Linked DNA regions of Mus musculus: regions 1, 2 and 4 are each linked to region 3. A link is a contact called in public HiChIP or PLAC-seq and promoter capture Hi-C data. All regions are on one chromosome and are shown on one strand. The core of a region is the stretch at or near the end of the contact, and the rest is flanking DNA. Distances in the headings are between cores, read along the strand shown. Region 1 holds the start of Casp9 (caspase 9). Region 2 holds the start of Tcea3 (transcription elongation factor A (SII), 3). Region 3 holds the start of Micos10 (mitochondrial contact site and cristae organizing system subunit 10). Region 4 holds the start of Epha2 (Eph receptor A2).

Region 1 (6,201 bases), core at 2,404-4,903, 2.7 Mb before region 3:
TTCCCGCTGACAGGGCTGAATCTAACAGCATTTGCCCTGCAGAACTGAGGGAGGGAGGGAGGGGTATGCTTCGTGCAATACAGATGTGTGCAGGCCCGAGGCCTGACAGTCAGCTTCCCCACACCTCCTGTCTGACATGGTAATTTAAGACACCCACCAGAAGCCAAAGGCCAACCCTGAGCAACAGCCCCACCCAACCCCCCAGAAAAACTGAGAGAAACAAGAAGAATACAAATCAGACTCTTGCTTTTCAGATGGGCTGTCAAAATTACATCTCCTATAGACTGACTGGAAATGTCTGCTCATCCCCTATGAGCCTTCATTAAGACAAATACCACAATTAAATTCTGAGTCTCAATCTGAGCTGTACCCAAGTCACACGCCAATAACCTCAGTGTACACACCCACCAGACATTCTCTTGATACTCACAGACATCATGAGCTCCGCCAGAACCAATGTCCACGGGCCTGGGTGTTTCTGGTCTGAGAACCTCTGGCTTGAGCCGAGCAGGCCAGAGCTCTTCTGGCCCCAGCACCACTGGGGTGAGGTTTCCCACGGCAGGCTGTGACGGGTCCAGCTTCACTACTCTCTGCTCCTTTGCTGTGAGTCCCATTGGTCCCAGGACCACAGGCACCAGGTGGTCTAGGGGTTTAACAGCCTCTGGATCCTGCTTGGCTGCTTGCCGACCGCTTTGCAAGAGTGAAGCCAGGGTGCCTTGGCCTGTGTCCTCTAAGCAGGAGATGAAGAGAGGAAGGGCCTGCCTCCCTCGGGTCTCAAGGTCTGTGACCAGCTGCCTGGCCTGATCCCGCCGAGACCCAGATCCTGCCTGCTGTTTGGATAGAAAACCAGACACTCATTATCCAGGGACTTCCATGTGGCCCTTAACCTACTTCCCATTTCTCACCTAGCCTCTGCCTCCTGAGTCCTGGCTTCCAGGTGTGTGTCACCACCCCTGGAACAAGCAACAGTCTGTCACTGCCAACACTAGGTTGGAAACTGCTCTGACCACACTTAGCTGAAGGAAATCAGAGGCTGCTGGCGCCTCCCTGGGCAGTTCAGCTTCTGATCCCCCTTAATATGCCTGTGGTAGGTGGGCAGAACCTAATCCAGCAGTGCCCTGAGTTCATGTCCCTCTGCAAAGCAGAAAGATACCTACTGTGGGTGTCCAGTGCTGTGCTAAGTGCTAATTAGCCCTACTAAAAGTAGCAAAAACAGTGGTCAGTAGTTTACACAAGGTACTTAAATTTTTCTCAGTTTGTTTCTAGCATTAAAATAAGAGAACTGGATATAGAAATCAAGATCTCCAGCATTTTTGTTTTTGAGAAAAGTTAAGTTTCTCTTTTGTATGAGGGGAAAGCTTTCATATTTGGGGGGGGGGGGGCGCAGGAATTCTCAAGTAGCCAAGACTGGCCTTCAACTTCCTACATAGCAGAGGATGACCTTTGAACTTCTGACTCTCCTGCCTCCAGAGTCACCAGGCTTGGTTTATGTTGGGGATTGGACTCAGAGATTCATGCATGCTAGACAAGCACTGTACCAAACAAGCTATACATCAGGCTTCGTGTTCTGATTTTGCTTTTAAGTATTTAAGTATGCATGTATGTATGTATGTATGTGTGTATATGTATGTACGTGTGTATGTATCTTTCTATCTGAGTCTGTATGTGGCAACTGTGTGTGCATGGTACCAGTGGAGGCCAGAAAAGGGTGTCAGAACACCTGGAACTGGAGTCAATAGTTGTGAGTTACCACATGGGTTCTGAAAACTGAAATCAATGCTCTTATCCACAGAGGCAGCTCTCAGTCCTTAGTTTTGGCTTCTGAAGACTCCATCTCAGGTAGCCAGGCTGGCCTCAAACTCTGCATGTAGCCAAGGATGCCCTGGGAACACCTGATCCTCCTGCCTCTACCTCCTGAGTGCTTGGATTCCAGATGTATGCCGGCACCCCTGGATCAAACTGCTCCTTTCAAACAATCTGCCACTGCCAACACAAGGGCAGAACTGTTTTGACCACACTTGGCTGGAGAAGGGAGCAAGACAGTGGCTGCTGGTGCCACTCTGGGCAGTTCAGCTCCTGATCCCCCTTAATATGCCTTCTGGAAGGCTAGGACTTTCCCTTCAAACCACTTTTCTTGATCAGTATGGGCCCATCCAAATGTGTTCCTGAGCCTACTTTTGTTATTATTTGGCAGCTAACCACATGACTCTACACCACTTTCTTCTATCTCCTTCACTGGACCAAGCCACGTTCCAATACAGATGCTGGAGACAGCCTTGTAGACAGTCCCCCAGGGCCTGGCACTCATATCCTCTCAGAAAGAAATATTCCCTTTTCAGACCTGTGGTGAGGCATCAACTGGAACAAAGATGCTAAAGTGGTTTTTTTTTTCTCTTTTTAGAGTCCTTTAAGAGTTTTTACTCTGTATCTTCCAATAGAAGATGCATTTATGCATACAGCTATCCTGTTTTCTCTGTAATTTTCATACTCATCTTTAGACTTTGAACAAGTTGACCTTTTCCCTTGTGTAATACAGAATTTTATCAAGCTAAAATTGAACTCTAGTACAATGAAAATAATACTGCCACCATTATATTTTGATCCAGAATAATTCCACTCACACAGTAATCCATATAGCGTAGAAATTCAATACACCCCTTTACACAAGCCATCAACATTGTGACTCATGCTCTAGGTTTAAGTGGGCGAAAGTGGATTAAAAAAAATCAAATGTTTGATTTTATTCTTCTGCATTACCTGCATCAAATTCCTTCTTTTCTGAACTCCTTTATAAAACATGCACTTGATAAAAGCCCAGCCAAAAAAGACAGATCCTGATTCTATGTCCTTGTCCTAGGACAGGATGACCACCGTTCCATTTCACAGCCCTAGAAACTGAGATTCAAAAACGGGAAGTGACTGGTACAATGTGCCAGTATAAGGCTAAAGTGGGTGTCTAGGGCCCTTATACTAGAGAAGAGAAAAATCATAAAAGTTCAAACGGTGCAGATTACAGACCGCTTTTAACAAACACTCCACAAAAGAGGAGCATGGGTTCTTCTATTTTATTCTTGTGGCGAACTAAGAGGGCAGTACTGGGGAAGGTTTTAAAAATGGAGTTCCCACACCATGGTTTCCCAGGGCGTGGATTGCACAGGGTGCAAAGCGGAAAAAAAGGGCAGGAGCTCCGTAGTGGCTTCAGAGAACCTCTCAGCGACCTCCCAGTCCCTATCTGCGCCGCGGGAAAAAGAGGGCGGACACAAGGAGGCGGGGCGCACCTGAATATCCTCGATCATGTCGCGCGTGAAGAGCTCTCGACTCAGCAGAGCGTCCCAGAGCTCCGCGACTTGCAGCTCGCTCACTAGGCGCACCCTGCATCGCCGCAGGAGCTGCCGGTCCGCCTCGTCCATGGCGAGCCGATTGCGGGACCCCGGGTTCTGTCCGCTTCCGGCCCTCGGGTTCCGCCCCGGCGCCCACGCCCCGCCCCCACATAGCGCCTCCAGGGATCCCGCTCCGGCCAGCGGTCACCCGGTCCACTGGGCTCCGCTCCGCCCCGCCCCGCCCCGCCCCGCGGCCTGTGACTCGCGCTCACTGGGCTCCACCTCCGCAATCAAAACAGCTCCCACGGCCGCTCACCCCACCACCAGCCCCCAACACCTCCCTCAACGCCGCGCTCTCAGGCCCCGCCCCTTCGCCACGCCCTACGACCGCGCTGCTTCGCCACGCCCACTGGCGCTGCATTCAAGCTCCGCCCCATCACTTCGCCGTACGGACTAAGACCTGCCTCACATGATAACGCTTCTCCCCTAGGACTCGCCCCTCCTCGCCTCGTAGACCAGCAATCCCGCCCTACCGAGTTCCTTCGCCCCGCCCCGAAGCCCTCCTTTGCATCCCAGACTCTCCCCTAGGGTTCCAGGCCTTGTGGTTGCCTTGCTATCTTGCTCCCATTTGCTGGTTCTGCTTAGCGGTAGTTGTAACTTTTCCCCTCGCATGGCGATTGCTCTACCAAAATTCACAATGACCCTACTTCTACAGATACTCAAAGGATCACGAGAGAAAAGGGAAGAAAACCACGCCTAGACATTTGTCCTAGATCTTTCAAGTCCCTTGCTGGCTGTGGCTTTCTAACGCTGCGGCTAGTAAACCTCTTGCTGCCTGCTGTTTCAGGGCTATCGTGCCCTCAATCTAACCAAGCTCATTGGTTAGATCTCGCTCTCTTTCCCTCCTCAGCACCTCCCCCAGAGAAACTGCCAGGAATCTAATCCTATGTTCTCTCAGTTTTGTACCACTTATTTCCACGACTTAAAAAGTAATTGAAATAACTGGAGAGATGGCTCAGCGGTTAAGAACACCAACTGCTATTCTGAAGGTCATGAGTTCAAATCCCAGCAACCACATGGTGGTTCAACAACCATCTGTATTGAGAAATGACACCCTCTTCTGATGTCTGAAGACAGCTACAGTGTACTTACATGTAATAAATAAATAAATCTTTAAAAAAAGTAATTGAACAAGGTCTGAAGAGATGGATGGTTCAGGGTAAAGAGGACCAGCTGTTCTTCCAGAGGTCCTGAGTTCAAATCCCAGCCACCACATAGTGGTTTACAACCATCTGTAATGGGATCTGATTCCCTCTGTGCATGAAGACAGAGTGCTCATATATGCATTAACTAATTAAACACATTTTTAAAAAAGTAATTGGGCATTGTGCTAGCCCCTTACGCTATTCTCTCTGCTAGCCTTATGCCACATTCCTGACAGGGATATAGTTATTCCTTGATGACAGCTGTAGACATGTGTCAGGGATCTCACAGCGTGACCAGAACCAGAATAGACTCATAGCCAAGAATCCACCTTGGAATATGTCAAACGATAATATTACACTTGTTTCCTGATTTGGGCATCAGTCAACATTTCCTTCCATAAAATAGGATGTACACTCGGGAGGAGCAGCTGAGGTGAATTTACAAACAGGAAATCTGGGGAGAGCAGTAATGAGAAACTCAAAGGGGGTTAGTTGCCCCAAAGTAAAGGAGATTCACCACGTTGGCTAAAACTGGCTTGTTTGGGGATTTGGCAGTTATCCCTGCCACCTGATTTCTCAGACTGTTAAATAACCTAGTTTCAGCTTGGTAAAAATAAACATGAGTGAGTGCAAATTGGTCTGCTGGTGCCAGTGCAGAAAATCAATCCAAAACACAGGTATAGTATAGGTCACTCGAGCAGCAAAGCCTTAGGCACAGACCAATATTCAGCTCTGCGACAGCGCATTCGCCTAGCATGCACGAGAGGCGGGGGGGGGGGGGGGGATGACGATGATAGGCTTTAGCTTCATTTTTTATTTATTTTGCAACTAACTATTCAAATATTTACTGGCAGCTTGTACAAACCAAGGTCTGTGCAGACAGTGATACAATGCTGAACAAGAAAAGTGTGAGACTCTACCTGCAGGAGCTTACCTGAAAGAGCTCTACCTGAAAGAGCCCAAAGAACAACGATATACACTAAATGTATAGAAGAGAGAGCCAGGCATGGTAGTGCAGACTTTTAATCCCGGCACTCTTTGAGGAGGCAGAGGCAGGCAGATCTCCTGAGTTTGAGACCACCCTGATTCACCTAGTAAGTTCCAGGCCAGCGAGGATTACACGGTGAGACCCTGTCTCAAAAGCAAACAACAAAAACAGCATGCTAGGTAAGTGTTTTAGAAACCGATTACATAAGAACTCACTCAACACGAGGCATGGAATAGAAAATACATCAAGAGCCCTTGGTCACGGGCGCAAAAAAAAAAAAAAAAAATGTCAGCCTTATTCACCACGCCCTCTTCCCTCGGTTCTTTTGTTTGTTTGTTTGTTTGTTTGTTTGCTTGTTTGTTTGTTTTTTCAAGACAGGGTTTCTCTGTACAGTCCTGGCTGTCCTGGAACTCACTTTGTAGACCAGGCTGGCCTCGAACTCAAATATCCACCTGCCTCTGCCTCCCAAGTGCTGGGATTAAAGGCGTGCGCAACCACGCCCGTCTTTCCCTCAGTTCTTGTCCAAATTCCAGTCTAGAACATCCTTGGGTTGATGTACTGAATTTGGAGCCTTGGATTCTAAGCTTCGGGCAAGTCTTTGGCCCTCTCCGAACTTCAGTATATGAAGAGGTTGAACTAGGAAGAATCCCTAAGGTCGCCTCAAACGCTGACGCTCTAGGATTCTATG
Region 2 (6,161 bases), core at 2,390-4,889, 2.9 Mb after region 3:
TGGGATCTGATGCCCTCTTCTGGTGTGTCTGAAGACAGTATACTCTTATAAACAGATAATTCTTAAAAAACAAACCACCCACTTCTCAGAAGGCTTAGGGAAGTGGGTCCTATTTACTTCTAAAGAATTATCAACCCCTTCCACAGAAGAGGAAACCAAGAGACTTTGTAAAGAACCAGTCTTGAACAAACACTAGGCTTGGAACTTCACATACCATTTCAAGACATAGATCTACCAGTATGGACACAGTCGTGGAGACCAGTAAGTAGAGCCATGTGCTGATGCAGACTGAGAGCCAGTTCTCAAGGAGAGAGCCCTCACTCATAGCACCTGCTAGTTCCTGTGGAATAAATACCATCTCAGTGATGGCTTTCAAGCTACCAACATGTTGTTCCTGAATGGAGTTTTCTTTTACAGTTATACCTTGTGTGTGTGTGTGTGTGTGTGTGTGTGTGCATATATGCACATGTCAAAGCCTACATGAGTAGATAGGAGGCTGCCCCATGGGAGTCAGGTGTCTCCTTTCACCACAGTTTGGTTTGGTTTGGTTTGGTTTAGATTGGGTTTTCTTTTTTTTTTTTTCCCCCCGTGTTTTTTTTTTTTTTTTTCCATTTTTTATTAGGTATTTAGCTCATTTACATTTCCAATGCTATACCAAAAGTCCCCCATATCCACCCACCCTAGATTGGGTTTTCAAAACAGGATTTCTCTGTGTGGCCCTGTCTCTCCTTGGAACTTGCTCTGTAAACCAGGTTGGTCTTGAACTCACAGAGATCCGCCTGCCTCTGCCTCCCAGGTGCTGGGATTAAAGGCGTGTGCCACCACTGCCCAGTGCACCACAGGTTCTAAATTCAGTTTAATTGCAAGCACTTTTACCCACTGAGCCATCTTACTGACCCCTGATAGTAGTGGGACAGAACTGGCAGGGGAGACCCTGTGCAAAGAGTCCTTTTTAACTATAAGCAAACTGACGTTTTTGTTTTTAAAGTCTGTGTTTAACAGTTCCCTAAAATCCTGAAAATTCCATAGTCAGCATGAAATCATTTGCAGTTCACCACCGGGTACACGTCTTTGAATAACTGGAATGTAGCACCCGTGAGCCTGTGCTGAAGATGGTGGGCTCATAAAGCCGTGTGCCAATCTTGTTACGTGTGCTTCTCTCACTGTGTGGCAAAGACACTCTCTGGTGCCAGTGTGGAGAAGTGAGGACGCAGCTCAGGACCCTCTGTGTCTGTTTGTTCCCAAGCGATGATGTCTGAAACTATAAACTAGCCTGTTGGCTTTGCATTTCCCAGGGAAGCCGTGCTATCGTGCTATCGGCTTTGGTGGTGGTGGTGGGGTATCTACCTGCTTTAACCGAAACTGTCAGAGCATGTGCGTCATGCCTGTTCTGTTAGTGTCAGGAGCCACAGCCCACATGCCGTCAAATAGAAGTTGCTTGCTAGATAGCAGTGTGTGGCTCTGTTGATGTGTCATTAGTGTGCACTTAGCTGGTGTGTGTTTGTCTCCTGCAAGCGGTTTAGCCGGTGCATGCTTACAGTATCTGACACAGCCCCAAGTCACTGAATAAACAAATTCCAGCCCTGCGCTGCTACGTGGAGGATCTGTCTTATTGCAGGAAGTATGCCTTCTTGGACTAACCACCACTGGGCAGGCCCACTTTCACTCTCGGTCCAGGCCCGCCTTTCTCAGGCAGAAGTCCAGAGCTCTGTGCCTACACAAACCCTGCTAGAGCCCAGGCGCAGACTCCAGACACAATTGTGACTCTACACAGTTGTGCCCTGTAAGGATCCTGTGGCCAACCATTCGGCTTTCCTGAAGACTGTCCTGGCACTACTTGGGATGCCCACTCCCAAGAGGCCCTATTTCCTCTTCCCATTTCACAGAAGAGGAAACTGAGGTCCAGAGGAGAGTAGAATAGCTAGCCTAGGAGTGTAAACGGATTAAGAGGGAAGCCAGAGCAGTCCCCTTAATCTTCTCAACCTGGCTGTCTTCCTTAGCGCCTCCTCCTACTCCCAAATCCTTCTCAGCCCAAAGCCCAGGCTTCCTTTACTGGCCCAAATCTGGGGTGAGCAAGGGGGTTAGGCTTAGACAATCTGTCTACCCGAAATACCATGTAGTTTGGGGTTCTTAGTTGGAAGAATGTCCTGTGACTTGAGTTTAGGTTTTTCTGGCGACATTGGGGGAAGCCTAGCGCAGCGCAGTCTCGCAGTCGGGGCTGGGAGCCAAAGGAAAGTGCCGCCGAAGCTCGGCAGGTGACGGGTGGAGGCATCTTTTAACGTCACCTCCAGTCCTATCTCACTCACTCTCAACTCTCCCTACTGCCTCCCCGCCCCCATGTTCTTCCCCCAGGCAATCCATCCTCTTACAGACAAAGAAACCGCAGCCTCAGCCTCTCACCATTTTACCAACACCACCATCTCTCTCATTGTTACCAGGTAACAATTTCAGGAAGCCTAACACTCCTTGGCTGCTCCAGCCTGTCACTCATCCCGGGTCTGAAACCTCTCTTTGGGCCCCAGAGTTTTCCAATTTTCCTGGAATGTCCTGGCAATGCAGGTCCTGGTGCAACTCGTTGCTAGAAACTATGTAGAAGAAAAGGACCCCGCGGCAAGTCAGCATGGAGGGCCTCATTCACAGGGTCCCTGGTCTTCTCCCTTTCAGTCCACGCCCCTCTAGAATTGGCACAGTCGCCAGCTTCCAGCCTGAGGCAAAGATCGCTAGGTAGATCAAACATTAACTTTCCATTTGGATCCAGCTCGGTGCTACCCGGACTGAGGGCTCAGGGACCCTCGGGCGACCAGGGCTGCGGACCCCCACCTCCCGCCACAGTTCTCCTTCGTGCACCTCCCCCTCTGGGCCAGCCCAGGCCCCATCTTTTCCTTCCCCCGCCCCGCACCTGTTCACCTCCGCCCGCCAGGGCCCCATCCCGCGGCCAAGGAAAAAGTTGCAAACAGAACTCCTGGCACTTCAGTCACCGCCCTTCGCTCGGGTCTCCTGGGGTGTGCAAACGAGGCTCGGCGCCCCCTTCTCAGCCCGAAGTTCTCCGATCCTTTTTGAAGTCACCCAAAACGTGCCCCTCCAGTTCTCGCTGCGCCTGCAGCTCCCCGGGCCTAGCGCACATCCCGAACCCCCAGACTCCTAAATGTCCTCCCCTGGGTTTGTGTCTCTCCTTGCTCTTTCTCTGCTCCGCGCAAGCTGCCCAGGAGCGCACCCAACCCGTCCACAGTGACTTGCAACAGTCGCGCGCCTTAGGGGACTCTGTACGATCCCCTCCAGACCTGGCCATGCACATGCCCATCCTAAAGTGGCCAGCAAGTAGCCGGGGGACCCCCTGCCGGGCAACTCCTCCCCAGTCCCGTGTCCCCTGACCCGCGCGCTCCCTTCGGGCACAGGGCCGGCACGCCCACCAAGCCCATAGCTGGGGGAGTCTTGCCTCCGTGGCCCGGGGGCTGCGTTGCAAACTCTGCAGCCTCACCGTCTTCTTCCGGGACACCATCTTCTCCAGCTTTTTGGCGATCCTCAACAGCTCCTCTTCCAGGCCCATGTTGGTCCACAACGCACGGCGGGGTTAGGGGCGCAGGGCAGCAGCGGGCGCCAAGGCGCGAGCCGCAAGGGCCGCAAACACACCGGACACTCGAGCCGGGAGGGGGCGGGGCGCGCCCCTCCCATCGCTGGGGGGAGGGGTGGCGGGCACTAAATATAGACTTCAAGGACTGCCCGGGCAAAGATTGCCTGAGCCTGGCGGGTCGTGCCTCAGGGGGTGTGTAAGTGGGAGGGGAGGACCAATCTGGAAGAAGGGGCTCTTCTCTTCCAACTCTCCTAGGGGTGCCCCAGGCTCCAGGGAGATTCGAGCATGAGGGTTCGGGGGTGATGAGTGTCAGCATAGCAGTGGGAAGTACAGAGCTGCCGGGTCTCAGCATCACTGCGCTCCCAGAGGGAGCTATGCCCAAGCTGGGAAAGTTGGTGAATTCATCGCATCTTGGTGCAGATTTTGACGTCAGCTCTGCCCTAACTTAGGTAGGCTCCTTGGTGCGCCCAAGGCCTGTGCCGTACACGTACTCGCGAGGTATACTCAGAGCCCTTTGCCGGCCAGTCTTTATTTTTTCTAACAACCTCTCAAAGGGGTATCGGGACCACGCTCCGAAAGACTAAGTTTTGGGTGATTCCGGTACACAGGGGGTGGGCTTGGAAGAGTAATTTGGGGTGGAGGGAATAACTCTGCCTCCCACTCTCGGCTCGCGAGCGGTAATTCCAAGAATTCGCTGAAGACCTAGTTCCCCTCCTGACAGAAAATGACCTTTCTGCGAGGGTCTCTGATTTGAAGCGGGGCAGAAGAGGGCTCACAGTGTGTGAAGGAACTTTCTGAGATAACCTCAGAGAAACAAGTCTGGAGCCTGTTGTGGACACCTGTCTCCCAACTGCTGCAGTGTGATGACGGTCAAGGTTTTTTGTTTTTTGTTTTTTTTTTTTTTTCATTCGACAAACGGTATCCAGTCAACTAGCAAGAAAAATCTCAGGGGCGGCAGGCTGGGCAGAATAACCATTAAAGAGGACTGTATTCCTCACAGCTGGGGTGGGGAGAGGAGGGAGAGAGGGCAAGTGTAAGGCCCAGCTGGGGCCTCATCCCCGTCCCAAGAAGTGAAATTTATTGCCTCAAAAGGCAGAATGGAAGTTTGGGGGAGGGGGAGGTCTGTGTAGTCGGTCAGGCCGCAAGCGGTTATTCTATTTACTGAGCTCCTACTGTGTTCCAGGTATTTCTAGCGTCCTGAGCCAGACGGCTCTCCTGGAGCACTCAGAGAACAAAGCTTGGGGATCACTGACATGTCAGCAGGGGGTGGGGAGGTGAGGAGGTGGCCGGGGGAGGAGCTGAAAAGTCCTTGGCTATAGCGGAGTGTTGTGGAGAGGTCCGGGATGGGTCCGGAAGGGCGGGGCCTTAACACCATGTGGCCAAAGCCAGGTTTTTCTTCAGTGGAGCTTCTGGGAGGCCTCTTGGCCAAAAGAAGCTTGAAGGACCCTAAGAAAACGCGTCAGACTTTATTATGCAAATAGAAGAGTCAATCTCAGGAAGTGGGAGGCCGCCTCCTCGGTACAGCCAGCATTTGCTGGTACCCATTGTATCCCTTCTGCCCACCTGTCCAAGAGAGAGGTCACCTGCACACAAAGATGCACACAACTGTCTTATTTCCCTGTGAGCTTTGGGGGGGGGGGGCAGACAGGGAACTGATACCCTCAGAGGGGTTTCACCATCGGTGGTAAACACCCCATTCTTTACTCTCAAAGGGACAGCGCAAAGGTATTTGCTAACTCACTATGGCCCTGCCTCAGTCCCCAGAATGCTGGAATTACAGATGTGTGCAGCTGTGCCAGCGTCTTTTATGCTTGTGTGTGTGTGTGTGTGTGTGTGTACTCGGCAGGAGGCAGGCAGCCAGAGACTGGTGGTGGTCTCAATTGCTAGCCTCCTTATGTTTTGAGACAGGGTCTCTCACTGAACCTGGAGCTGCCCAGCAGGCTTCCGGGATCCTCCAGGGTCTGCTTCCACAGAGCCAGGAGTCTGGGAGGACACTGTGTACTTAGCTCTTGGCATAAGCCCTGCAGATTCGAACTCAAATCCTCAACCTTGCGTGTTGTATGGCAAGCACTTTCCCAACAGCCTTCTTCTCTGTCCTTCACTGCTGACAAACCTTTTCTGTTTCATTTCTCCCCTTGTTATGCATTCAGGGCTCACCTCACAAACTCCATTACCCAACTCATCATCTCAGGGCAACCAAGAGGGGGTGTGGTCGGGACCATGGGTGAGCCACGAATCAGGTCCTCAGGCTCTGGCCCAGTGTGCTTTTCCTGCACACCAGGGGTTCTGAGCCTGGCTGCTGACAACATTTTGGATTGGCTAGTTCATTGCTGTGAGGATAAACCATACCATGTGGGTATGGGTTTTTTTTTTGTTTTGTTTTTTGTTTTTTTGTGAGACAGGGTTTCTCTGTGTAGCCCTGACTGTCCTGGAACTTACTCTGTAGACCAGGCTGGCCTCGAACTCAAAAATCTGCTTGCCTCTGCCTCCCGAGTGCTGCAATTAAAGGTGTGTGCCACCACGCCCGGCTCATGTGGGTGTGTTTTGAGTGTGTTTTCTTCCTTCCTGGTGTGGCAATGTGGAAGGGTGA
Region 3 (6,960 bases), core at 500-2,999:
ATGGGTGGGATAGACATTTCATCTGAAACAATACATAATAGAGGTTAGATGGAGGTGTGAGAATCCGCATTCTAAACAGGCAGGGAAAGGTGAGGGCTGGAGGAAACCATCAGAATCAGGGAGGGTGGTGTCTTGCAGGTATGAGTAGCCAGAGAGACAGACGTCCAGGAAGCAGGGACAAATGCAGTTTAAAACGAGATAGAGAGAGAGAGAGGTATTTGAGTAGTGAGAAGTTTGGTTTCTTTGAAAAACACAGAAATAAGACTTGGCTTTTGTCTTAATCCCAGGTGTGGGATGTAGGGCTGCTTCAGACTGTCCACAGCGCTGACGTGGCCTCGAGCTCTACCAGGGGTGTGATTCTGCCAGCTGCAGATGGTTTCTGCGACTGTGTGACGTTTGGATCCTGGGGACTTTCCAAAGGGTCTATAAATGCTAGGGCCTCAAGGGGCAGGTTGTTGGTGGGTTGCTGCTGGTTAAGTAGTAAAGTGGGAAGAAACAATAAGAAACTAGCTATTCTGCTGGAGAAGATCAAGCTTGCTCCAAGGAACTCAATGCCCCTCATCAGCAGGAAACAGTCTAATGATAACGTCACCTGTTGCCCTATCCTTTCTTATCGCCTATCTAGTGTTAGGGGGTTGAGTGGGTGGAAGAAAAGAAGTATCTATAAAGTAACACTGGTTGCGCTTTAGGGCTGTTTAGGTCACTCGGCAAGTAATAGCACTGCCTCTAAGTCTGGTGATCTGCGTTCAGTCCCTGGCACCCACAGGGTGGAGGGGCACCCACTCCCACTAGCTGTCCTCTGACTCCCACATGTGCCATTATAGGGCATGCGCAGGCACCCACACACTCTGTATAAAATGCAGCAGGGTGGGGGGTTGTTTTTAAATCCATTTGAATGGAAGTCGTTCATGCTCAAATAAATACTCCCCGACTGTGGCCATGCAGACAACCCTAATTAAACTGTGGATGGAGTGGTGCACATCTTTGATCTCAGCCCTACAAGGCAGAGACAGGTAGATCTCTTAATTCAAGGCCAGCCTGCTCTACAGAGCCAGGTCCAGGACAGCCAGGGCTACACAGAGAATCCCTGTCTCTGAAAAACAAAACAAAACAAAACAGAGACAATCAGAGAAACAGAAAACAAAACCAAACCCTCATATAACATGCCGGGCAGTGGTGGCACATGCCTCTAATCCCAGCACTTGGGAGGCAGAAGCAGGGGTTTTCTGAGTTCAAGGCCAGTCTGGTCTACAGAGTGAGTTCCAGGACAGCCAGGGCTACACAGAGAGACCCTGCCTCAAAAAAAAAAAAAAACAAAAACAAAAACAAAGTATATAACATATATATATATATATATATACACACACACACACACACACATTATTTTATTTGTTATATGTTTTATTATATATAATATAGATATATAATATACGTATATTTTATATATATACATGTATACATATACATACACACATATATACACATACACACATGAGGAAGATGGGGTTCAGTAGGTATAAAATGGAGGATGAAAGAGGGCAACAGTAGAACGGGAGGAGGGCAATGGCCAAAATAATTATGTACAAATATGAAAAACCCAGGAAAGACAAGGCCTTCTGTACTCTGGATGTAGTCAGTCTTCGCTTCCCTTCCGCTATCTCCAAGGTCAGGGTCACCTCCGGCTCCCAGGCAACCTGTCACCTTGACGACCGAGCGAAGAAAAGCCGGAAGCCAGGGACGACGTATGTGATCCCGCGATATTTGGCGCGCCGGCTCCGGCCGGAAGCTTATGGTGGCGGCCGGCTCTCGCGAGACTTGCCATCAGTAGGAGCGCGGGGGCCGGCCGTGAAGAGTGCTGGAGTTGCCAGTGAGGAACATGTCGGAGTCCGAGCTGGGCAGAAAGTGGGACCGGTGCATGGCCGACACGGTCGTGAAGCTAGGTGAGCTCATCTGCCTCTGGTAGGCCCTGGGCTGGAGCCGAGCGGCCCGCGCGCGGACGGGAAGCCGCAGGGGTCAAGCCGCGGCCTGCTGCTGTCTGGACGGCGGGGCGCGCTGAGCTGCGGGGCGCTGACAGGTGACGACTGTCAAGCGGGGCGGCGAGGGCGACGAGGGCGACGAGGGCGGCGAGGACAACGGGCCGAAGGGCGCGGGAGTTTCCGAGGTGGCTGGAGGTGCAGGCCCGGGGAAGCAGCGGTGCTCCGGGAGTGGGAAGGCGTGCGGGACGCGCCGGGAAACTCTGTCACTCCATGCCCCATGTCCCCCGGGTTAGGCGAGCAGCCGGCCGGAGCGCAGACGGCTCCCCAGCCGGGAGCAAGCGGCCTTCGGAAGAAGGTCATAGAAGAAGGCGCTTAACCGCCTCCGTCGGGCCGCGCTGGCAATTGCGGTCGTGCCCGGCCTCATTGATCCGAACCCGCCTCGGGTCTGCAGTTGGAGCCGGGGGTTATTCTCCGGAAGAATGGCCGCAGTCAGATAGATCGCGGCCACCGCCGGCCCCCTCGGTAGTCCAGGTTGTCTCTTTGGACACGCGTCCTGTGACGACACACTTTGTGAGGTCACGGGGTCGGGGAAGGAGGCTCGGGGGGCGGGGGTGTCCCATATAATAGTGATGGTGATGCAGATGTTAGGCGCGCTGCTCGCCACGGTAGCTCGGAAATGACCTGTCTCGTCGTGAGTTGGAGCTCGGTGAAGGAGCTTGCCTGAAATCGCGTTGCTGATAATGTGGCATAGTTGAGAATCCCTCCCCCCCCAGGATTTCTTCCTTGGGGTTCTCAGGCTCTCTGCTGATCCTCGTCCACTCCATCTTTCTCTTGTTGATTGTCTGCAGCTATTGGTGTGTAGGCCAGAGATCGATGATGAGTGGCTTCCCTCCCTCAGTAGCTCTTTGCCCTATTTATTGAGACAGTGCCTCACTATGGAGACCTGGCTGGCCAGGAAAACTATGTCAGCCAAGTTAGCCCTGAACTCAGACACTCTCTGCTGGATTTAAAGGTGTGCACCACTACACAGGACTCTCACAGGAACTGGAGCGCATCAGTTTGCCTAAACTGGCTGCCCATTGAGTTTTGATCGGCCTTCTCCCCCTCCCCAGCATTTTTTCATGGGTGTTGAGGATTTGAGCTCAAGTCTTTTTTTTTTTTATGCCAGGGGCTTTATTATCCACTGAGCTGTCTCTCCAATTCCTCCGACTCTTTCTTCTATACTAACATTTATTGTTGAAACTTAGATCCCATTCTCTCCCCCCCGCCCCCCCCCCGTTTTTGAAACTGGTACTCCTGCATAGTCTTGAACCAACAGATCTGCCAGCCTCGGCCTCACAAGTGAAGCGAGTGAAGGTGTGTGCTGTCACACATAGGTTCATATTTTATACTTCTTGCATGGAAATTATTTACGAGAACTTAGGATTATATCCTTAGATGAATATTATCAGGAAAGAATGAAATCGTGAGCTCATGGAAAGTAGATATGTTTTCTGTTTTTGTTTTTTCCCACCGTTTCCTAAGCCCCAGAAGACTGAGTGTAGACATCATTCAGGATGAATTCATACATGATGAATTGATCCATTACTTTTGACTCCCAGATTCAGCCAAGAACATGAGGGGCAAGTTGGCTAACACCCCTGAGCCTGTGTTTCTCCGTTTAAATAGTAACTATTGTTAACTTAGAGTGGTTCGGATGGTTAAATAGGCTGGCTTGCTGTTAGAAATGGATTGTTCTGGAAGTGGCCAAAGATATTGCTATACTTAATGTGTATGGGTGACTTGGCTGCATGTATGTCTGTACATCATGTACATGTCTGCTGCTGGAAGAGATCAGAAGAGGGTGTTGGATTGGCTAGAGCTGAACTTAGGATAGTTGTGGACTTGAACCTGGGTCCTCTGCAAGAGCAACTAGTGCCCTTAAGCACTTAGCTCTCTCTAGTCCTAGTCCAAATTGTTTTTAATGGTTTGCAATTTGAAAAAGGATTTAACATTTATATGCCAACATAGTCCCTAAACAGTGTGGAGTTCAGAGCGCTCTTCAGAGTCTGCAGAGGTGTGACTTAGTCCCCGCTTCCCCCTACCCCCCACTAGTTCTTCTGCTTTGATTATGGTCTCCTCCTCAACCTGAAATAGAGATTAACCTAAAAAGATAAGAAAAGTAGAGGAGCCAGGCATGCAGCACAAGAGCTGAGGCAGGTGGGTCTCTTCCAGTTGGAGGCCAGTCTGGGTTACATAGATAGACCCTGTAGATAGATAGACCCTGTCTCAAAACCAAACAGCTGCTTCCACAGAAACTTAAGTAGGAAGATAAGTAAAATCCTAGCACTGTGACTGCCAGTACATATCCAGGAGACTGTGGGATGTAATGGTGATACCAGTGGACATCTCAGGTAGTATTAGCCTCTTTGGTGAGGTTGGCAGAGGCAGGCGCAATCAGGATGATGAAGTGAGGCTAGACTGGGTGTGAGAGCAGGGTCAGAGGACATCGAGTCCGGGAGTGGCTGCTAGAGAGCCTTGGAATTGACTGGAGGGTGCAGAGCCCTTCAGTGAAAGACCTTTTACAATGGCTTGGGTTTGGTAATGTTTTAATTTTTGTTTGTTTGTTTGAGACAGGGATTCTTTGTATAGCCCTGGCTGTCCTGGCCTCTGGATGTTGGTAAAACATGAACGGATGTTTTTAAGACACATGAGATGTTTCTTAAGCTAGCCAGTTTTCTGTGTAGTGTTTCTTCTGTGTACTCAGTCAGGGTGATTGTCTCTCATCTGTCTTCATTTCTTTCCTTTTTATTTTATTATTATTTTTTTATTACGTATTTTCCTCAATTACATTTCCAATGCTATCCCAAAAGTCCCCCACAACATGCCCCTCACTCCCCTACCCACCCATTCCCACTTTTTGGCCCTGGCGTTCCCCTGTACTGGGGCATATAACGTTTGCCTGTCCAATGGGCCTCTCTTTGCAGTGATGGCCGACTAGGCCATCTTTTGATACATATGCAGCTAGAGTCAAGAGCTCCGGGGTACTGGGTAGTTCATAATGTTGCACCTCTGTCTTCATTTCTTAGAAGGATAGCACCAAGGTTGTAATTCTCCTTCATGGTAATTTTTTTTAGATTTAAGTATTTAGTGTGTGTGTGTGTGTGTGTGTGTGTATTTCCATGGTGTGCATGTGGAAGTCAGTGGGACAACTGGTAGCAGTGAGTTATCTTCTGGGAATATACTCAGGTCACCAGACTTGGCAGCAAGCATATTTACCCACTGAGCCATCTTCCTGGTCCAGTGAGTGATAAAGTGTGATCAGAAAATGGAGGTAAAACAGGAGAGGCGCAGGACAGAGGAAGCACCAAGATAGAATTGGCTGCACATCCCAGAGTACACCAGCCCACAGGGTGAGGACAGGCCATGATTTTGTCAGTTCTTTGAGACAGAGTTTCTCTTCTCTCCTTAGCCCAGGCTATCCTAGAATTTACTTTGTAGACCAGGCTGGCCTCAAACTCAGAGATCCACTTGCTTCTGCTAAGATTAAAGGTTTTGGTCATTTCTAATGCTTGGATTTGAATATGATCCAATAACAGTTGAAAGAAGGGGTTCAGGTTTGAGGGAGTAGCAGAGTTCAGGCTCTGAGTGGTTTGACCCACTGCAACGGGCTAGAGAAAGCAGAGCATAAGGAGAGAAGGAAGGAGGCTGAGTAGGTTGCACGTGATGGTCCTGAGAGGATGAAGAACACTGCTCTTCTGCAGCTGTTCCTTCCCGTTCCCCTAGGCAGCAGTGTGCATGGCTCTTTGACCCTCCCTGCTGTCTGCTTTCCTGGCACTTCAGAATGGAGATGGAGGCTCAGGGAGTGACGGCTCTCCCTGAGATGTGCTCAAAGAGGAGAGGGTTACTGCTGTTTCAGTTCTGTTTGATGATGGTTTTGCTCTGGCTCTGCAGACTGCAGAGCAGCTGCTGGGACCAGACAGCCCCAGTGTGAGCCCCTCTCAGTGCTGGGCATGGAATCCAGGGCTTTGCATCCTACCTCTGCGCTGTGCCCTCAGTCCCAAGGGGACACTACAAGTGTTGAACAATTCTGTACTTTTAAAAAGTGCCCTTCAGGGTGGAGATGGACTCAGCAGTTAAGAGCACTTCCTGCTCTTTCAGAGAATCTGCATTGGTTCCCAGCACCTCCATTACAGCTCACAACCACCTTTAACTCTGCTCCAAGAGGCTGACGCCCTCTTGTGACCATCTTAGGTTCTGCTCTGGCAAGCCCAAACCAACTGATGCAGAGCCAACTTTGTAGCCCCACATCTTGTAAAAACGATAGATTTTTGTGTTTGTGTGTATGACTGCCTGTATGGAGCACTGATTGTGGATGTCCACAGAAGTCAGAAGATGGTGTTGAGTGCCCTGGAGCTAGAGTTTCAGGTGGTTGTAAGAACAGCAAGCACTCCTAACTACTGAGCCATCTCTCCAGCCCCCAAGAGAAACAGTTCTATTCCCTCTGTTAATTTCAGTTTAAAATACCTATTTATGTTGTTGCAGTTAGTGTTGAAGAATAGATAATTTATAAGATTGCCTGACCCAGTTCCCTGACTTTGGATAGGAGATACCAAGAGACAGACATACCAGGTCCTTTCTCATCTCCTCTCCAGCCCTTACTTTTTTCTTTTGTCCCCCCCCCGCCCCCTTTGTATTCTTGGGGACCAAACTCAGGCCCTAGAGCATGCTCTCCATGGCAGACTGTGGCCCTCCCTCACATTTTTACCCTTCTCCTTGGTTATGTTCATCCATAAATTTAACAATGTCTGTGTGACAATGTCCTAAGACAGTTGGTACTTAGGTGTTCGTTAGTATCCCCTTTCCTGAGGCTGCAGTCATTTTCCCTTGGAGTGGGGGTTGCCATCTGACATTTGTAGTTTGCTTCAGAACTTGATTGTCCATCCTCTTTGGGATGTCAGTCTCTGCAGAAAGGGACTGTCCTGTTCACTCTGGATCCCTCCCA
Region 4 (7,121 bases), core at 1,480-3,979, 2.2 Mb before region 3:
CCCCTTCATGACCCTCCCAGGGATTCACCATAAGGCTGAGTTAGATGGGGGTACCCCATAACTTCTCCGTCCTCTAAGAGATCCTGGGGGCAGGGAATCTGCCACCATAATGTCACCCTTGTGGGCTGTATTACTTTAAAGCTTTCCCATAATGCAATACCCCCCTTGCCACCTCCCTGCTAACCTCATCCCTCTTTAGCCAAGATCAGCTTACACCTAAAAAGGGGGGGAAGACCGGAGACTCTGGATACAAACGAGCAAGGGACAGGGAGGAGGACAAGGCCCTTGCTGAACTGAGAAACCCAGCCTTCTCCTGCCACTCTAACTCCCACCCATCCCAGTGACTCTAGAGTCAGTGACAAGCAGTTCTGGCTGGATGAAACAGCTAGATGTGTGGGCAGACCCTCTGTGCAGAGGGCCCTGGCTGACCAATATTGGGCCTCTCTCACCCTCTCTGTAAGGAAGGACAGGGCAGTGAGGTGGGCCAGCAGGTAAAGGCGCTTTGTCTGCTGTCACTTGTGAGTTCCATCCCAGAACTCACATGGTAGAAGGAGAGAGAACCAAGTCCTCCCGCAAGTTTGAGCTCCACACTTGTGCATTGGCTTTCACACACACACACACACACACACACACACACACACACACACACACACACACACACACACACAAGAAAAAAGTCAAGGGCACTGCAGGAGGTAAGTTCAGCAGCTGTCGAGGACCTAACCGATTCCCCTGGTTTTCGGAACCCAGCAGAAAACAGAAGAGGAGGCTGCACAGCTGTGTCAAGGCTGGAGAGGACACGGATCATATCTGTCCTCAACTCCCCCTAGGGAAGTGCAACCAACTAGGTCACGACCCCACTCCCAACACACACATCCCAACCCCTCACACAGACACAGTGTTCCTGAGGAGTGCGGAGCTTAGACAAGAATTTTCCACAACCACGAGCGATATGCACCCTTTTTTCTCCTCGATCCCATGCAGAACGGGATTAATCGCAAAGGCTGGGGCGAGGCTGACAGATGCACCCAGAGGCACAAGTACAAGATTGTTTGAGGCTTCCCTGGTGGGGGCTCGGGGCGGTGGTCAGGAGCCCCGGGGCGGGGGTCAGGAGCCCGCACAGCAAAGCAAGCAGACGTCTAATCCTCAACTCCGTGGCAGCCCAGGAAGGCCTCTAGCAGTCCCAGCTGTCTTTCCCTGCTCCCCAACCACAGTACCCAGGAAGAGGGAGCCACAAGCTGGATCAGGGAGGGGAGTTAGGATCTCAGAATCCCTGCCCTGTTCACACCTTGGCAAAAGCAACTTTGGCCCTTCCTCGAGACAGGGCCAGGATCTAACACCCCGTTTACCCCTAACTCTCCACCCTTCAAGAGCTCCAGTCTGGCCTTTTACCCTCCCAACGTGGAAGGCGAAAAGAATAAGGAAACTTCTCACCCCAAAGGGTTCCTCTGCGCTTCACCCCCCGACCCCTAGCTGGAGTCGGCAGAAGACTTGCTATGCCCAAAAGCAGAGAAAAGTTTTTGCTGTGGGAAACGGAAGCCAGCTAGCTCCGGCTGGGTAGACAGGAAGATCCTCGGCCAAGGGCAGGGCAGGAATTCCCACCCTCTCGGAGACCCTAGCTGAGGGACAACGCCCCCAAGCACACCCCCGGCTGCGGCCTTGAGCAAAGGCAACCTGTGCGGGCCCCCTCACCTTGCGTGGCTCCAAGACGCTGGGGCGGGGGCAGGTGATTCACTCCCCCACCTCCAGGTGCCTGGGCTCCCCGTGGCCCCGAGATGACGGCTCCACACCGCGGGAAGCCGCAACCCCACCTGCCGCATTTCCTCCTTCTGAGTCACCCCTTGCTCAGAACACTTGACTTTGGGACTTCCTGTACTCGCTCCCAGCCCTTAACCTGTCTCCCGAACCTGGGAGGGCAGCTTGGGAAGGAGGGAAGGTGTGAGTGGCCGGGGCTGACCCCAGGCGCTCCCAATGCTGGCCCAAAGGACCCCAGTGAAAAATCGGATGGGGCGTAGAGAGACTCTTTTGCTTGGTGCAGGGCACCGAGAGGACCCCTCCCCAAAAAGCAGGGCCTGCATCCAAATGCCTTCCGCGAGAAATCGGGGCAGATGATGAGTTAAGTGAACTCGGGTTACTAAGAGGCTGATCGCCGGGAAAACCCTACTGAGCGTCCTTTCCTCTGAGGGACCGAGAGCGCCCTGCGGGGGTCCCGCTCCAGAAGCCGCCACAGGGCTGAAACCGCGTGGCGGGCGCCGCGTCCCCCTTCCCGCGGCCTCCGAGCCCTGCGCGCCCCAGCCGAGATCCCTTAGTTCCAGAGAACCTAGGATCTCAGGGTATGGATCCCCAAGATCGTTCCGGACCGCAGCCCGCGCGCTCTGCCTAACCTTGCGCACTGAGACCCAGCAGCCATAAGTCAGTTTCCAAAGGTGCGTCCCAGAGAGGAGGCTGGGGCGCCCGGGGTCCCATGTCCCGGAGTCCCTGCTAGGCTGCGGCCACCGACCGCGTAGACACTCACCTTCCTTTCCCTGTGCCGCCGCGGCCGCCAGCGCGCAACCCCACAGCAGCGCCAGGCAGAAACCGACTGCCCGGAGCTCCATGCCGCACCCCTCGCTCCCCGCGATCCCTGCTGTCCGCACGCCGGTCTCGGTGCCCCAATCCTGCCCGCCCGCCGACAGAGACAACTTCTACCCTCCTGCTCCAAGTCCTTAATGGAAGTTGGGTGAGAACCCGCTCCTGTTCATTCATGCCCTGCGCTGACGTCACCGAAACCACGCCCTCAGGAATGTCTTTAAAGGGGCCGGACTGACACCCTGACTAGAGGGCGGGGAAGCCAGAGGGAAGTTGGGGTTGGGGGGGAGGTCAGGAATTTGGGGAGGATTGAGGGGGCCAGTGCGTGGGCCTTCGTGTGCAAACCTTGAGGAGATTTCTCATTTCAAAGCGCCACCAGGGTTAGTGTCCAAATATGTGGAATGAATTTGTGCCTACTCTCCCCTTTTGCCCTTGGGCTTCAAGATGTGAATTGTAAATCTGAGAAGTAGAAGCTTCCGTAGCAAAGGGCCTCAAAAAACCAAAAAATAGAAAAAGAAAAAGAACAAGAACAAGAACTCCTGATAACACACACACACACACACACACACACACACAAACACACATACACACTTGCTCCTGAGTCCCCCAGAAGATATGCCACACCCAGGAAGGTCCTCTAAGCTGTGTACCAAGAGTAGTGCCTCTGGGAACATGTCAGACATGCAGGTGTCTTCACTTTAGAGTGGAGGGCTTAAGATAAGGTTCCAAGGTACCCTAGGATACCCAAAGGCTGCACAACTCAACAGTCACAGACAAGTCACAGGACTTGAAGCTGGGCCCTGACCTGCTTTAACCACTTCCATTTGGGGACCCAGCACACACCCTCATGGGTAACTCTTGACCTCTGCCTCTGAACTCCAACAGAACACCCTTGTCCCCTGATCCCTGGGTGACAGAATGAGATTACGTTTTGATACCTTGGGGATGTCTGCCTCCTACCCACCCTTCCTCTGCCAAGGTTCCTCAAATCTGAGTTCATCTCTTCTCTTGGCGTCTAGAGTCAGTGAAACAAACGGATGTGAAGTGAACCAGGCAGCCAGTCCAGTCACCCACAACTGCCTGTTGCTCTGTTACCATTTGGCCAGTGGAAAGGGAACAGCTGTAGCAGGCTTGGTTCTCCGTGGACCTTTCTGCCCACCTCCTAGTCCCTGGCCTTCCTCTCTGTGACTCCCCAGTCCCTGGTCATCCTGGCCCATATTATACAACTCTGGTACCAGGTGCTCCTCCTGGGGTCCTACCCACCAGCTTGGCCTTGGCGCCTGTTTCTGAGAAACGGGTTCAGACATTTCCCCTGGAGGGGGAGAGAAAGGGTTAATTATAGGTGTTGGGGTTAATTAAAGCCTTTGATCAGGGATGGATGATGGGAGAGAAGGCTATGTCTTCTGAGAAGGAGAGTGGCTGGACATGTATGTGTGAGCATGTTTGGATGAAGTACCGGAGCATCTGAGCTGGGTCATAAGGGTTAGTGTATGGGAATCCGTGAGCGACTTGTGTGTTATATCGAGCGTGGACGTGTTGATGTGTATGCAAGTGTGTGCTCCAGTGTGAGAGGACCTGTGTGTACCTGAGTGTGCCACAGGCCTCTCAGCAGCGGGGAGCACAGAGGAGGGGGCAGCAGTCAAAGTCTGGACAAATCAGTCTGCTCCTCTGAGCCTCCCCGTGCTCCCTGGGGACACTAGGGACCTACTTGGAAAAAGCCCGCTGTGAAGATCAAATAAGGTCGCGCATGGAAACCGCACAGACTGGGACTCAGACCCTCGAGTCAAATCTCAGCTGTTATTACGGTTACATGCGGTTCAACAAGAGGAAATCACATCTGGGGAGGCAGGGACTGTGGTGTGCCAAGCAAGGTCCTGCGGACAGGCACGTGCACGTGTATCGAGATGAGTGGAACATGTGTGCAGTGTACACATGGTATGGGTAAGTGTTCTGTTGGATACGCTAGGCTGGGGACCTTGTGGTTTGTGTTGATTTCCTGTCAGTTCCTTTTGTTTTGTTTTGACTTTTTTTTCTTGGTATGTGTGTGTTTGTTGGGTGCCTATGAGGCCAGAAGACTGCATGGGATCCCCTGGAGTTGGAGTTACAGGCAGACAGTGATGAGCCACCGATGTATGTACTTGAAACTGAATTCAAGTTCACCAAAGAACAGGAAACACTCTCAGCTACTGAGCCCTCTCCCCAGCCCCTGGATCTGACTGTTGACAAGGTCTCTAGCCAACCGACTGACTGACCGACAGAGGCAAGGCTAGCCTTGAATTCCTGATCCTCCCCCAACCCCGCCTCCCTTGGTACGAGGCTTACAGGTGTGCACCACCATATCCAGCTCCGTCCATTGTCTGTAACACCTTATATACGTCTGACGTGATATTTACAGGTTCTGTATTTTGGGTATTTGAATACTAGAAAACATATTGTGGGCCAGGGCATCATGGTGCAGAACTTTGATCCCAGCACTGCAGAGGCAGAAGCAGACAGAGTGATGGGAGGTTAAGGCCAGCCTGGTCTATAGAGAGAGGGATGGCCAGGGCTAAATCATGAGACCCTGTGAGAGAGAGAGAGAGAGAGAGAGAGAGAGAGAGAGAGAGAGAGAGAGGAAGGAAGGAAGAAAGAAAGTAAGTAAGTAAGAAAGAAAGGAAGGAGAGGTTTGTAGAAGACAGACAGTACCCATCCAGCATCCAGATATTCATCAGAAAACTTTTTAAAAAGATGTATTTATTTTTATTTATATGAGTACACTATAGCTGTCTTCAGACACACACCAGAAAAGTACATTGGATCCCATTCATTACAGATGGCTGTGAGCTACCATGTGGCTGCTGGGATTTGAACTCAGGACCTCTGGAAGAGCAGTCAGTGCTCTTAACCACTGAGCCATCTCTCCAGCCTCCATCAGGAAACTTCTGTTGAATGAATGAAGGGTTAGTGATTGGGGTGTTGGCCAGGTCTCCCAATACTAGTTTCTGTGTACCGCTGGAGGTTTCTCTTTGTGTCATGTATGGACTTTATGCATAGCCCAAAGACTCCACCCTCCCTAGATGCCAGGATGCTGTCAGGCCTCCATGTTAGGGCCATATGCTGAGATGTGTGCTGGGGTCTGGGCCGAGCACAGGCTGTGTTGTAGCCTGCCCGTCTACAGCAGGCACCATGGCCAGAGGCTGGGCTGAGGAAGAGGTTTATGCAGTGGCAGGAGGCGGTCTCTTTAGTCACCCACTCACTCGCTGGCACACCCTTCCCCTCTCCTAACTGGCTCTGGGTGACTGATGCTAAGGGGGAAAGGTCCCTAGTGAGTCTCATAAATTGGCCCTGGAATGTGGTATTTATTGCAGCGTAATCGGTTGTAATGCAGATGGAATTACCCAGTAAAGGCCCCAAGGAGCCCTGGGGGCCTAAGTTGCTACTACAGCGGGCCAGCCTTCCAGGATGGGCAGGTGGAACCAGAGAGAGAGAGCCTGCCAGCTCACCTGCTGGCTCAGGTGCCCACCTTGGCTAGGCTCTGCTTCAGGCTGGGCACAGGCGGACCACCCACAAGAATGTTGACGCCTCCGTTTCTCTACCCAGCTTTGATCTGCATCTGCCTTTGGTCAAGAGCCAGATGCAATCAAATAGGATGACGATTGGAGCTATCTGGGACCGAAGGGCTTACTACTACGGGCCAGGCTCAGTACTAAGATTTTGTCGTGCTGACGTCCACCTTATGAGTGCATGTGGAAGAAGTGAGCTCGGGGAGGTGGAAGACTGGATCTCAGCCAGCTCGGACCCAGCAGATACCCTTCTCCTGCCTCTGAATCCCACAGCCCCTCCACCTGGAATGACGGATCTGCTCTCTGCAACCAGAACTTCCAGGTCGCTGAAATGACTGTCCCTCAGTGCCTTCCGGGGACAGGTCGTTTCCTAAGCCTCTGAGTCCTCCTGAAACAATGAAGATCTTCAACTGGGCCAAAGGAACTCTTTCTCAGATTCCTGAACCTCTAACTGTCTCCTGAGGCAGGAGTTAAATATGACGCATATGCATCCCTGAGTCCAAGAGAAAAGTGACTGCATACAGGAGTCATTTCACAAACGCTCATGGTTTAATTTTGTTTTAAGACAGGGTTTCTCTGTGTAGCCCAGGATGTCCTGGAACTCTCTCTGAGACCAGGCTGGCCTCCAACTCTGAGATCTGCCTGCTTCTGCCTTCTGAGTCTAGGATTAAAGACATGCACCCCACCCGCCTCTACCTAGCTTCTTTTTTATTTTTGAGACAGTGTCTTGCTAAGTCCCCCAAGCAAGCCTTTAAGCTCTTGATGTTTGTTCTTCAGTCTCTCTAGCGATGGCTACAGGAGTTAGTCAACACACCCAAGGACATTCCTGCCTGCACACTGACCAAGCTGTGCCCTTTCTACTTGGACAGGTCCTACCCATTTGGCAAGAAAGACCTATCTTAATGAAACACTAGAAAATGGAGACCTGAAGTGCAGAGGGAACCCAAGACAGATTTAGTTTGTTGAACGGACGGATGGATAAAAAGGGAGGAACGGATGTAAGATGAGTGG

The links. Promoter capture Hi-C pulls out the DNA fragments that hold promoters and counts their contacts. HiChIP or PLAC-seq counts read pairs in DNA pulled down with a chosen protein or histone mark.
Region 1: a promoter capture Hi-C map of pre-B cells shows a contact between it and region 3, with 2.6 times the contacts expected there. The contact joins the promoter of Casp9 here to the promoter of Micos10 in region 3. A contact is called at or near these places in 1 of 39 promoter capture datasets (pre-B cells) and 1 of 484 Hi-C or Micro-C datasets (CD8 T cells).
Region 2: a contact with region 3 is called in a promoter capture Hi-C map of liver, with 2.4 times the contacts expected there. The contact joins the promoter of Tcea3 here to the promoter of Micos10 in region 3.
Region 4: an H3K27ac HiChIP or PLAC-seq map of large pre-B cells shows a contact between it and region 3, with 3 times the contacts expected there. The contact joins the promoter of Epha2 here to the promoter of Micos10 in region 3.

Annotation. Positions count from the first base shown.
Region 1 is chr4:141,791,064-141,797,264 of GRCm38.p6, reverse strand. Casp9 (caspase 9) reads right to left here and starts at 3,653. Exons shown (of 9, transcript NM_015733.5): 1 at 3,279-3,653; 2 at 431-830. The coding sequence starts at 3,410.
Region 2 is chr4:136,245,435-136,251,595 of GRCm38.p6, reverse strand. Tcea3 (transcription elongation factor A (SII), 3) reads right to left here and starts at 3,639. Exons shown (of 11, transcript NM_011542.2): 1 at 3,479-3,639. The coding sequence starts at 3,547. Asap3 (ArfGAP with SH3 domain, ankyrin repeat and PH domain 3) reads right to left here. Exons shown (of 25, transcript NM_001008232.2): 25 at 5,023-6,161.
Region 3 is chr4:139,125,902-139,132,861 of GRCm38.p6, reverse strand. It overlaps Micos10 (mitochondrial contact site and cristae organizing system subunit 10), which reads left to right and starts at 1,749. Exons shown (of 4, transcript NM_001163006.2): 1 at 1,749-1,940. The coding sequence starts at 1,877.
Region 4 is chr4:141,296,829-141,303,949 of GRCm38.p6, reverse strand. It overlaps Epha2 (Eph receptor A2), which reads right to left and starts at 2,729. Exons shown (of 17, transcript NM_010139.3): 1 at 2,516-2,729. The coding sequence starts at 2,597.